Regions from separate parts of the Zea mays genome. Here region 2 is linked to region 1. The links are chromatin contacts, called in public Hi-C maps. All regions are on one chromosome and are shown on one strand. The core of a region is the stretch at or near the end of the contact, and the rest is flanking DNA. Distances in the headings are between cores, read along the strand shown.

The links. A called contact is a pair of places that touch in the nucleus more often than the background predicts.
Region 2: a Hi-C map of endosperm shows a contact between it and region 1, with 1.6 times the contacts expected there. The contact joins the promoter of LOC100284065 here to the promoter of LOC103633673 in region 1. A contact is called at or near these places in 2 of 25 Hi-C or Micro-C datasets (bundle sheath and endosperm).

Annotation. Positions count from the first base shown.
Region 1 is chr1:34,884,993-34,891,467 of Zm-B73-REFERENCE-NAM-5.0, forward strand. LOC103633673 (serine/threonine-protein kinase WAG1) reads left to right here and starts at 3,735. Exons shown (of 1, transcript XM_008655386.2): 1 at 3,735-5,794. The coding sequence starts at 3,819. The coding sequence ends at 5,408.
Region 2 is chr1:35,142,285-35,148,576 of Zm-B73-REFERENCE-NAM-5.0, forward strand. It overlaps LOC100284065 (patatin-like protein 3), which reads left to right and starts at 3,669. Exons shown (of 2, transcript NM_001156963.2): 1 at 3,669-5,091; 2 at 5,165-5,671. The coding sequence starts at 3,976. The coding sequence ends at 5,431.

The sequences.
Region 1 (6,475 bases), core at 2,485-4,984:
CGGTTTCCGACCTAGACGGCGGAATTTAGCCATCTTTGATCCGCATTCGTGTTGTCGTCGTCGTCGTTGCCTCGCGGTCTATGCACCGCTGTGACTGCAGTTGCACGTGCCTCAAATGAGCTGTCACAGGCTCACAGCCCTAGATCGCCAAACTCAACACTATGAACAATTAACAGTTCAGACATACAATTCATTCTAGCGGCAAATGACGTCATTAAAACTAAACTTTGTGATGATTATAACATAACAAATTTTGTAGCTTGTTAATAGTAAGTTCTGCCATTGTGCCGTCGCATCCCCGCTACAGGTGCCGCTCTGCCCTCGCCTCTTCTTCTGACAAGAAGGTAACACGTGATCTTAACTATTTAAATTATGTGCATATAGATATTCAATTCCAGTGTTTCACCCAACATAGTTTATGTATGAGTGCTGATGGAAGTTATGCATGAATAACTCTTGCTTATGGTTACAGCATAATTACAAACAAACAGGGCCTAAAAGGTTTTTGAGCTCCTTAGAGCTTCGGAACACCACATAACAACAATGTCTATAAGAGCCCTATAAGGGCTACTAGTTGGGACTGGTAGGTTGCACCAGCTCTGGCGCAGCACAATTTCCGTCCTCGAGTTGTTTAGTCCCGACTCAAAGCTAGGAAGATGTAACTGCCAGCAGGTCTAAGTTATTAGAAGGGAAAGGACAAGCGAACGAGTTCATGCATCCACCACGCCCCTTGAAAGATGTCGTGTTTGGCTTTGGTAGACGGGGGGCATCATTTACTAGAATTGGGGCTTTTTACCTGCTTATCCCTGAAGCCTCACGTTAGGCGGGGAATAAAAGAATTATTAGATTGTTCATGAGTCTTGACACGTACGCACCGCAGTCAGAGCGAACGACGACCGACCAGGCGAGCATTGTGATGCATTGCACCATTGTATATTTTTCTATACACATGCATGCCGCCTCTAACCTAGCTATACAACTCGATGCATCTGCGTTATGATCGATGATGCACCATCGTATATATTCCGCGCGCGTACCGGAAGAAGTTGACTTCATCAGAGTCAGACTCAGAGTTAGAACGATACTAACGCAGAGAGTGTGGTGTGGTACACGTAGGCCGGCATTACCATGCACCATACATTTATGCTGCAGAGAATGAAATAGACCTCCCAAAGTAACACTGCTGCGTACGTAGTAGGGTAAAATTATAATACGATCGAGATCCTCGCGTATATGGCTTTGGAAGCTTCACCTCTTGCCTGGTTGGGACGTCAATCGATCCCACTTGAGGCCTCGAAACACGGATGGATCGGAGCTAGCTAGCAGCAGCTAGGTGTGGCCGATCATGTCGATGCGACGATGCCCCCATCTCACGGTCGCGCGCGGCCGCCGGGCCCCGGTCATCCCGTGCGAACTGCAAGCTCCGAACTATGCAACATGTCAATCATGCGTGTGCGACTGATCTCGATCTGCCATCCGAAACCCCATTCATGATCCGTTCCAAAGTGCAACCAAACCGGGCCCCCGGCCGTATATCTAGGCGATCGAGCCAGTCAGATCAAGATCACAGATCGATCGGCGTCGCCTGCCTGCCTCGTCCCATCGTCATCATGTGCACTTGTGCTCATCAGTTCAGCAGCGAATGACCGGCCGGCAGTTGATGCGTACGTGCAGATCGGCCGCGCCGCGCGCGGGAACGAGCCGGCCCGGCCGCCCGTCAGCATCTTATCTTCAAAAGAAGCTAGCGTGCTAGTAGCAGGCAGCAGCTTGCCTGACTGTACATCGTACGACTTCAGTTCTCAGCACGGCCCCGCTGGACGGATGTAGCGTGGAAGATCGGGCGGTCGTCGAGGTGAGAGGTGCGCAGTGTTGTTCTCATCCGGAAAAGTGGCCGGCCGGACAAGAGTTCCTGTGGCATGCATGTTCATGGCACACAACTGTGGTCGATTATGAGGACCGAGGGGCGGGCGACCAGAATCCCTATAGATATACCCCGCGCGCAGCAACAACAACGACGATGTTCAAAGCGCTATTTTGTACTAGATGTTGGTGCATCTTTTTTAGTCCACCATTTAAGGTGTGTTTAGCGGGTTAAAGCGGGTTAGAATGGGTTCAACCCACAACAACTCATGTTTGGTTCAAAAGGCTCACGATTAGATTGGTTCTACGTCGAAATACTTATTGAAAATATGGGTTATAGTGATTCCTAAAAAATAAGTGAACTATTTCAACCCACTCCTTCTCCACCCTCTGGTCACACATGCCTTATTCATTCGAGACCAGCACAGGAGCGTGTCGCCACTACCAACCTGCTGGGACGAGGGACCCTCGCCGGTCTACCCTCCGATGTTAATCCCCCGCCTGCCTCCCGTCGTCAGTCCCCCGCTGGCCTACCCTCCGATGCTGGCATGTTCTATAGTAGGCACAACCGCGAGACTTGCTAGTGCTGTCGTCGAAAAGGTAAAGGTCAGTGTTCGTCACCGTCTAGAAAAGTCTGCTAGTGATGGCAAATGTTATAAATTCACTTAAATGCATCTTGATGTTGTTGGGATGTTCTTTTAATTATGACTAAAATGTAACAGTGAGACCTCGTCACTAAAAATTTATGACTTAGTCAATAATGTCTTTAATTTATTTATATATTATCCTTATGGATTCCTCAAATATTAAAATAGTATCAGTTTCATTTATTTTGAATGATGTTATTTTATTGAATTGAAGATATCATCCTAAGTGTGGTAATATGACCAGGAAGGTGACCATATTCAGTTCATCCTTCATTACAAAATAAACAAGATATGGTGCAGCTCTAACCCACTTTAACTCTGTAATCAAACGAGAAACTAGGTTCAACCTATCACTGAAACCAAACAAGGAATGAGTCCGACCCAATCTAGAAAAATAAGTCGGCTCTGACCCAATCCATATCGTTCCGAAATCAAACACATACTTAAATTGTAAGGATCTGAGGACAATGAAGAGGAAATACGACTGCGTAAGCCTAGTTACGTGGACACCAGGAAAGAGGGTCACCTGAAGGTATAAATCTAAAGTTTGGATACTTCAAAGACATTAAACTCCTAAAGCTTTTAGTCCCTACAATTTCCTCCGGTTTTGTGGCCCCTAAACTAGCCCTAAGAAAAAATTATAGGCTCATACCAAATAAACTCCTAAAGCTGAAGAGCTAACGCTATATGTAAAGAAATTTATATCCATCTATAATAAAAAAAGAAGAGAGAACAAGTTTCACCAATATTCACTCTCTCGTGTATTTGTCTTCTACACGATATAGACAACCATCTACAGCATTTTTTTCACGGGAGCGAAGGGAACTGGATATGAGGCATTCAAGAGGGATCCGCAAGAGGGCCGTTTCTTGACACAGGGAACCTGGTTCGATAGGCTCATCGGCCAAAAAAAGGGAGATCGTTCCTGCGCCGACCCTGGTAGCTGCTTTCGGGCTTTGCTGTCGCTGCAAGCCTGCAAGTATCCAACTTTTAGACCAGCAAGCATAATCTGAAAATCACAGTCCAAGGAAAACATATGCCCAAAACGAGCTGTTCTCTCTCTGCAGTCTGCACCAAGACGGTGAAGTGCCGATCACCCACAGGCTTGCATGACATGGGCATCTGGCATCTCGAGACCGTTGCGGACCCGACCTCTGCAGCAGACGGCACGGCCCACGCGTCTCGCTCCCGTCCTTCTCACCGACGCCGGCCTTTATAAGCACCCCGCCCCGCTCTCACTCGACTCGGCCAGACTCGCATTCGCCCGTCCGTTCATTCCTCTCCTCCCCGCCTGTCTCACTCTGCAACTGCATGCACATGGAACTAGCGCCGCCGCCAATGGGGGACGTCGCCCACCACCACGTCCACGACCCCGCGTCCTTCTCCCCGCTCTCCTCCGACGCCGGCCTCTCCCCGCACTTCCCTCCCGCGCTCGCGGACGGCGGCGCCGGCGCGCTGGACCTGTCCTTCACCTCCACCGCCTCCGCCTCCACGTCCTCCTTCACCACCGCGACCACGTTCAGCGCGCGGAGCTCGCTGTCGCTGCCGTCCTTCTCCTCCTCCACCTCGCTCTCCCCGCGCCCGCACTCCTCCTCGGCGTCCCCGCACTGGGCGCACCTCGCCGCGGCGCGCGCCGCCACGCCCGACGGCGTCCTCCGCCTCGCGCACCTGCACCTCGTCCGCGAGCTGGGCCACGGCCACCTCGCGCGCGTCTTCCTCTGCCGCCTCAAGAGCTCCCCGCCCGCGTCCCCGCTCTTCGCGCTCAAGGTCGTCGACCTCCGCGACGACGACCCCTCCCGCGTCTCCCACGTCCTCGCCGAGTCGCGCGTCCTCTCGTGTCTCGACCACCCCTTCGTGCCCACGCTCTACGCGCGCCTCGACGCCGGCCGCTACGCCTGCTTCCTCATGGACTACTGCTCCGGAGGGGACCTGCACGCGGTGCTCCGCCGCCGGCCGGGCGGCCGCCTGCCCGTCGCCGCGGCCAGGTTCTACGCCGCGGAGGTGCTGCTCGCGATCGAGTACCTCCACGCGCTCGGCTTCGTGTACCGCGACCTCAAGCCCGAGAACGTCCTCCTCCGGGGCGACGGCCACGTCGTGCTCTCCGACTTCGACCTCGCGCTCCCGGCGTCCGTGGAGCCCGCCGTCCGCCTACGGCAGGTGCGGAAGCAGAGCCGCCGCAGGAGGATCGCCCTCCTCCTGTCGTGCTTCTCTGGCCCCAGCAATGGCGGCGGCGAAGACGAAGAGGAGATCGACGGCAAGGAGCGGTTCGAGTTCGTGGCCGAGCCGACGGCGGCGAGCTCCAAGGACTGCGTGGGCACGCACGAGTACCTCGCGCCGGAGCTCGTGAGCGGGAGCGGCCACGGCAACGGCGTCGACTGGTGGGCCTTCGGCGTCTTCCTCTACGAGCTCGTGTACGGCCGCACGCCCTTCAAGGGCCACACCAAGGAGGCCACCCTCAAGAACATCCTCTCCAAGCAGGCCACCTACCCTCAGCTGGACGGCGAGGCCGACGCCTCGCAGCTGCGGGACCTCGTGGGGCGGCTGCTGGAGCGCGACCCGCGCCGCCGCATGGGCGCCACGCGCGGCGCCGCCGAGATCAAGCGGCACCCGTTCTTCTCCGGCGTGGACTGGGCGCTCATCCGGTGCGTGGCGCCACCGGTGGTGCCGGACAGGGACGCCGCGGCCCCCGTGGGCGGCGGTGACAGGAAGGCGGCCAAGCTCGGGAGCTGGAGCAGCATGAGCAGCAACCGCGGCAGCAAGAAGCGGAAGAGCAGCAGCTTTGGGAGGAGATCCACATCCACCTGCGAAGAAAGGCAGGGGGTCTTCCGCAAGCTCATGAGCTGGAATCAGGAGAGCCGGTCCAGCAACAAGATCAAGACGACGACGAGCAAAGTAAAATGAACGAAACGAAGTGTTCTTAGCTTCTTGGTGTGATTATTCGGGGTTGTTTGATGGAGGGTTTTCGTTCGTTTAGTGTCCGGCCTTAGCTTACTTATTACTTTTTTTTTGTTAGTACTCTACTAGCAGAGTACATGCATAGAGTGGGTCAGTGGTGTGGCTGTGGCGTGGATCAGATTATTGATTTGGTCGAGCTGTACAAATAGCGAGGCGATGCATGTCACTGAGCTGATCAGTTGACAAGGTGGTTTGGACCATGTTCAGGCATGGAGAAACTTCATCCCTTGTTTAGTACTAGTATAAAAGAAAAAGTTTAGCTTCTTTTATGTTACGTATGCGTGCCGATATTATACTATATATGTGGGAACTGGAAACCAAAGTTGTCATAATTTGACTGATTGAGTCGTAAATATTTTCAACAGATCGCTGTCATGCTAAGAAACAAACTCGATCGGACAGAAGCGTGGTTCAGTAATTTCAGGATTCGGAGCTATAGCGGATTGCTACTCTCTCAGAGTCTCAGTCCACATAAAAAGGACAATCTAATGTGGGCAGAGGGATTAGCTTATTTATGAACCAGATCCAGGCAGGCCTGCAAATGGGGTGTGTATAAATGGGTATTTTAGGTGGGTTTAAGAAATGGTTTTGTTTTGGTGGGTTGTGATGGGTTTTAATTATTAACGGGTTGGGTTGGGTGGGTTTATTTTATATTGCGAGTCAAAATGGTGGATACCCATGGGTATAGATGGATTTGTATAGGTATGGGTTTCCATGGGTATTCACCAATCAGACTACCACCTTAATCAGTACAATTTTATTTCAGGTTTAGAGAAGTCTTTGATTTATTTAGTCACACACAACACACTATACTATACCATTTTATCAGTACCATTTTATTTAAAAATGTGACCAACTATAAAGTTGCATAACTTTTTGATATCTACAAATTCTATTTTAATAGTTTCTACATCCGAGACCGTTTACAAAATTTGAATTTTAAATTTGAAAACTTCACACGAATTTTTCAATGATAAGATGATTTCAAATTAAAAAAGTTGACAATTACAAAG
Region 2 (6,292 bases), core at 2,419-4,918, 260 kb after region 1:
ACAAAGCGTGAAATCCAGGTACCCGCTCTCTTGTCATCGCCACTGGCGTTTGTTTCCACCGTCCGCCGATGGGCTCATCAGGAGTCAGGGCACGGCCGCACCGCATGGCCTTTTTTTTTGTATGAATAAATTAGTTGTCGCTAAAGCGGGCATGATGGCCGCGGGACCCCTCGTCGTTTGTCTCTGCTTCGTTCTCGTGCATCGTCGGTGCTGCAGACGGACGTGTGACACTTTGCTGTTAAACTTCTCAAGGAGCGTGTCTCGCTTTCTCGGTGACTAAATCATCTTGTCGGCTATTCAAAAAAAAAATGTATTTGCCTTGCTCTGTTGATCTCGACAACGACCTTACGGCCACGCACCACCCGGCATGTATAAAACTAAGGGAGGTGTCCATTGTGTGTTTCTCAGCTTTTGTTCCAGTGCCACGATACGGAGGTTTTCTGTAGCTTGCTCTAGACCAGCAAGTTAATTAATCATGCATTCCCCGAAGGCGATACTCATTCTTTGGTCATGAGACGATGCGAGGCTGCTGCCATGTATGTTAGGTTAGGTCACACCGAAACCGAGCCCCTGCCTGCCCTGAATGGAGTTTGAACTGGACATGTGTACGTGTACGTGCGGGGTGAGTGGAACTCTGTCTCTAGCCTAAGAAGTAGCGTCAACGGAGTCCTATCATCACTTAAACTCTGCTTGCTTTTCCAATCTTTTAATTTCTGCGTCTACTATACACTAGTGATACGCTTACACCGCATATATAAATTAAACATTATAAACAATCGTGAGGTATCATCGCAAGCTGTTAGTGCTACCAGTTCTTTATGAAATGGGAATAGTGAAGGCCAGGACCATCCGCGCCACTTGTGATGTGAGTACGCGGCGGAATACGATGTACGGCCTACCGATGGACGACGCGGGCGACGTAGGAACAGGAGACCGGACATGACGCGAAACCCGCCGTGTATGCGTGCGTGCGTAGCCATGCCTTCATCACTCATCAGTGAGTGCTGCGTGTGGGAGTGGAAGATACGGATACGATCACTGTTCATCTCGTCGTCAGAGTCCCTGCTGCACACACTGGTGCACGTGCACCCCTAGCTTGTTGTTGCCAAACTGGATTAGCTCTCCTGTGACGGCAAGGAATTTCCTTGCCGGCATAATAAGCTCCAAGACACGGCATAATGGAACGGAACCCGTTGCAACCGTGTCGTGTCGACTAGGGAGTAGAGAGGGAGTAATGTACCTGCTGAACGGAACCCATTGCGTCCGGTCGCTTGCTGATGTCATTCCTCTTCCGGCTGAAAATCCGGACCTCCCACCGTTTGGCACTGTTCGTGGAAGGCATGGGCAGCTACGCGATTGTAGGGAAGAAAGGTATCTGTCCAACTTGACATCTAACCTAATCGGCTAATCAACACCTCCCCCTATCCAAAACAAAGAGGGCTGCTTTACTTGCAAAATATAGGAGTATATTGCGCACGTACGTGCGCGAGCAGACACGTCAGCCAGCCAGGCCGCGCCAACCAAACTAACAAAAGTGTGCTCTAAGCGTGGTGCATTCGTTGGGTGGGTGCCACGAGCATCTCTGAACGCCGCGGAAAGGAAAGTAGGAGGATAATGTACGTCCTGCCCGTCCCTGTCTACCTGTCCAAGGATATTACTAGCATCTTACTCTTACCCCCCCCCCCCCCCCCCCCCCCTGGATCAAGCAATCGTGTTCCTGTCAGTGGCGGAAGTGTTTTTTTTTGTGATGTGCTCCTAGCTAGGTCGTGCAGATTAAAACGAGCTGGACTCTGTGGAAAAGAACGCTGCAAAATCAGACCAGCAAGGCACTCTGACGACCTGAGCTCGTAGTCGTAGGAGGCCATTGGTCGCGCGGTTCCAACTCTTGCTTCTCGTCAGTGCCAACCAACTGCTGCCAAGTGTGGTAAACTGATGCTGGAGTACGAGTAGAGTTGCGCAGGGCCGTGTCGTTCGGTCTATGCATAATGACCATTTTCCCTTTGAGGGGCGGCAGTTTATGGCAGCGCTAAACAAACAGCGGGGCCCGATCGAGCTGGGGCCCTCTTCTGCACGGCCGCACCCCCGTGAGCTCTCGCTTGTTCGGTTCCCAATGTCCGCGGCACACGTGAGCCTCGCCTTGCCGCGCAGACAGGCGGTGTGGCTCATGGTCAGTTGGTCACCATGGCTGCAGCAGCACTCAAGTCCGCGTCCCAGTCTCCCACCCAAAGCCGGGTTCGGTCGTATGGACGGGCGACGGAGTGACCACAGGGGCTCATTGACCTCTTCACATCGGTCCACAGCAGGCAGGGTGGGAAAATGAATGGGCGGCGATGTTTCCCCCTTTTCCTCTCCCAGGAAACGGCGGGGCGTTCAGCGTCCATTCCGGCGGCCGGCCGGCCGTCCAGCTCTCCCCCCCCCCCCCCCCCCCCCCCCCCCCCCTGCGTTTGAGTTTGACCGATAAAGTTCGTCGTGGACCCGGCACGCCGTACGGTAACCGCGCTGGAGGTTTAGGGGTTTAGGGAGTTTGGGCCTTTGGGCCCCGTGGACCGCCCGCCCGTACATGAGCGGCTGGGGGGCGGTTTGGCTCCATCTCAGCTCATGTCCACGCTGCAAGGAGGCAGGTGGACCGAAAGTCCTGTACACCATCAAATACTCGCTGTGTTTTTACGGTTTTTGTACGCACACTCACTCGAGTCTACTGTAAAGTCTGTACTACTATACACCGTACTCATGTGGTCGACTACTACGTACTACTGCATTCCTTTCTTTTCTCAACTCTGCTGTGAAACGCCAAAGGCCAACCCCTGCCTAGCTGCTGGGAGGGCCTGGAACGTGCTGGCTGTTGCAGTGGCACCTGAAGACCTGAAGCCGCAGCTGCGCCCGTACGCGACAGGTCGACGTGTAACGTGCAGGGCCTAATCCCGAGCTCTCCTCTCAGGCAGCCTTGGAGTCTGAGGAAACGGCGCAGCACTGCCACCCAGCCTGATGTCCAGTCCGTCCGTCCATTGCAGCCAGAAATACTGCCACCCGCCCCAGATTCTCAAGTGAAAATAAAAAAGACGAGGTAGGCCTACTGCAACTGCAAGCACGACAGGCAAAAGTGCAGGCAGGCCCGTGCCGTGCTGCTCCTCGGCGTTGCGGCCATGGATGGACCGCCTCCACGCAGACGCAGAGCCGCCGTCCTCGATCGTGCTAATCCACCAGGCTCTAGAACGGCCGTGACGGAATCAACATATTGATTACTACTTGCCCACTTTGGCTTTTCCGGGCCCCACCACTTGGATTAATCGCTCCTGCCTGTTTCTATCTGTTAAATAATCCAGCACGAGCCGAGGGTGACGACCGCGGCGTGACGCCAACCAAGCTCCGTGGACCTGTTCCACGGCTGTCGTGTCGCCTCATGGATAGCGAGGCGGCAAACGTACGCCCGTGGAACGGTCCGCTCGCCCTGCACCGGGTGCGGGTGTCCAGGCCTCCCGGGGCCAGCCGCGCGCGCTCCATCGGTTACGGCGCTGCACACCACGACACGAACGACCACGGAGAAAGGAGACGACGACGAGTCGACGACCCGCTCGCTTTGCTCAGGCATTCTCTTCGCCTCCCCCGTCTTTAAGCTCCCTCCCTTTATCTATCCCTTCCTTCGCCTATCTTCGTCTCTCTCCGACTCTCCCTCGCCCGCGCACCTTTCCGCGCCGCCTCCTTCCTTTCCTCGCGTGCTCTGGCGCGCGCAAGGATCAAAAGGCGCCGGCCACTAGAGGCGAGTGAGTCGCATGTAAACGACCACCAGCTGCTGTGATCTCAAAAGGGAGCGAGAGACAAAGGAGAGGCGAGCAGGTCGTGGCGGCAGCAATCGTTGCGAATCCGCGCGGGATTCTGTCCTCTGCACCACTGCTTCCCGCTTTCCTGCCCGGCGGAAGTGGTATAATTCTCCAACGCGGTTGACTGTATTGCCTCTCGCTCTCGGTGGGTGGGGGCATGGACGAGGCAGAGGAGATGCAGGTGGAGAGGCTGCACGAGGAGGCCGATGCGGGGGGAGCCGACACGGACAAGCTCAGCTACGAGATATTCTCCATCCTCGAGAGCAAGTTCCTGTTCGGCTATACCGACCCGCACCAGCTCTGGCTGCCCAAGCCGGCGGCGGAACTGCCGGCGCAGGCGTCCGCGGCGGCGCCGGGTAAGGCGGCGCAGCGCGGGAAGGTCTGCGTGCTCTGCGTGGACGGCGGCGGGGGCGGCCTGCGGGCGCTGCTGCCAGGCCGCGCGCTGGCGCACCTGGAGGCCGCGCTGCGCCGCGCGTCGGGGGACCCCGACGCCCGCGTCGCCGACTACTTCGACCTCGCGGCGGGCACCGGCGCCGGCGGCGTGTTCGCCGCGATGCTCTTCTCCACGCACTCGCGCGGCGCGCCGCTGTTCCACGCCGACGACACGTGGCGGCTCGTCGCGGACCACGCGCCGCGCATGTTCCGCAGGCCCGCGGCCTCCTCGTCCACGTCCCTCTTCTGCCGCGGCAAGAAGCGGCCCCTGGCCGCGCCAACGGCGGCGCTGGAGGCGGCAATGAAGGCGGCGTTCGGCCAGGAGCTCACCCTGCGGGACACCATCAAGCCCGTGCTCATCTCTTGCTACGACCTCAAGACGTCCGCGCCGCTGGTGTTCTCGCGCGCCGACGCACTGGAGAACGGGAGCTACGACTTCCGCCTCTGCGAGGTCGGGCGCGCCGCGTGGTCCGAGGCCGGACGCTTCGAGCCCGCCGAGGTGGCGTCGGTGGACGGCGCCACGTCCTGCGCCGCTGTAGACGGCGGCCCCACCATGGGCAGCCCGGCGGCCGCCGCCATCACGCACGTGCTCCACAACAAGCACGAGTTCCCGTTCGTGCGCGGGGTCGAGGACCTCCTCGTGCTCTCCATCGGCGGCTGCTCTGGCGGAGGCTCTGGCGCCGCTGGCGAGGCGGAACTCCGGCGCATGCGTCGGTGGGGTCCCAAGGAGTGGGCACGCCCCATCGCCCGTATTGCGGCCGACGGCGCCGCCGACCTTGTCGACCACGCCGTGGCGCGCGCCTTCGGCCAATGCCGCGCATCCAACTACCTGCGCATCCAGGTGAGCAAATTCTTGAATTCCATTTCAGTTTCTCGTCTTATTACGCTGCTAAATAAACTTGACGCGCGATCAGGCGAAGCGGGAGAGCATGCCGCCGTGCGGTCCGGACGGGGAGTACGACCCGACCCCAGGCAACGTGCGCGCGCTGCTCGCGGCGGCGGACGAGATGCTCAAGCAGCGGAACGTGGAGTCGGTGCTGTTCGAGGGGAGGCGAGTCGGGGAGCAGACGAACGCGGAGAAGCTGGACTGGTTCGCGGCAGAGCTCGTCGCCGAGCACCGCAGCAGAGCCTCCCGGATCGCACCCACCGTTGCGTTCAAGCAGGCGCCGCAGAAGCCGTAGGCGCTGGACTGAGCTGGTGGCCGTAAGACCGTGGCGTTAAGGGCATGTAGGCCTCTCTTTCTTCTTGCTTGGGCTGGCGGCTGGAATTCCTGCTGCATATTTTTGACGCGGCAGCATGGCATATCAATATGGCATTGCTCCCGGGAAGCATTTGCCGCTGTGAAATCGTTTCAAGGGAGGATGGAATATGAAAGGAACGAACGTTGCCGATATAAAAATTCTAATCTTCAGTTCAGCTTAGGAGATATATTAGTTTTTTCTTGATGCAGTTTTTTTTTGCTGTCCTTTATGCAATCTAGTTTCGTTATTAGGTGTTTGGACTTCAGTGTCGGTAGAGCTTTTGCTTAAAGATGTCGGAGATACAATGGAAACGCCTGAAAACTTCTGCCATGCAATTACGTACGCAGATACAACTCCAATCAGTCTGCATTGTTTACTGAAGTTTTAAACTGTAGATGAACAGTGTGTGCGAATGATACCTTATCCCCCTTGTCAGAATACCCCCATCCTTGATTCTTGATGTTGGGATATGTTTTGTACTTGTAGGCTTATTTGGACCATTAACTGGAATTTCTTACTGCCTCAGCCGCAAAGATAATGTAAATATTAGGTTTGGACAAAGTCACATATTCTTAACTTTACTAGAATTACAGGAAATTGTATGGACATTTCCATCTCGATAGAAATACTACCAAAATGTATTATTATTATATCACTAATTTATCATACTCGATATTGGTCGACTTGTCCAAGGACTAGAATTACAAACTTGCTGTAATTAGCGTGAATTACAGTTAGTTATTGGGACGCGCATTTCCCGGTATTGCAATACCGTGATCCCCATGCTGTTCCGTGCAAGAT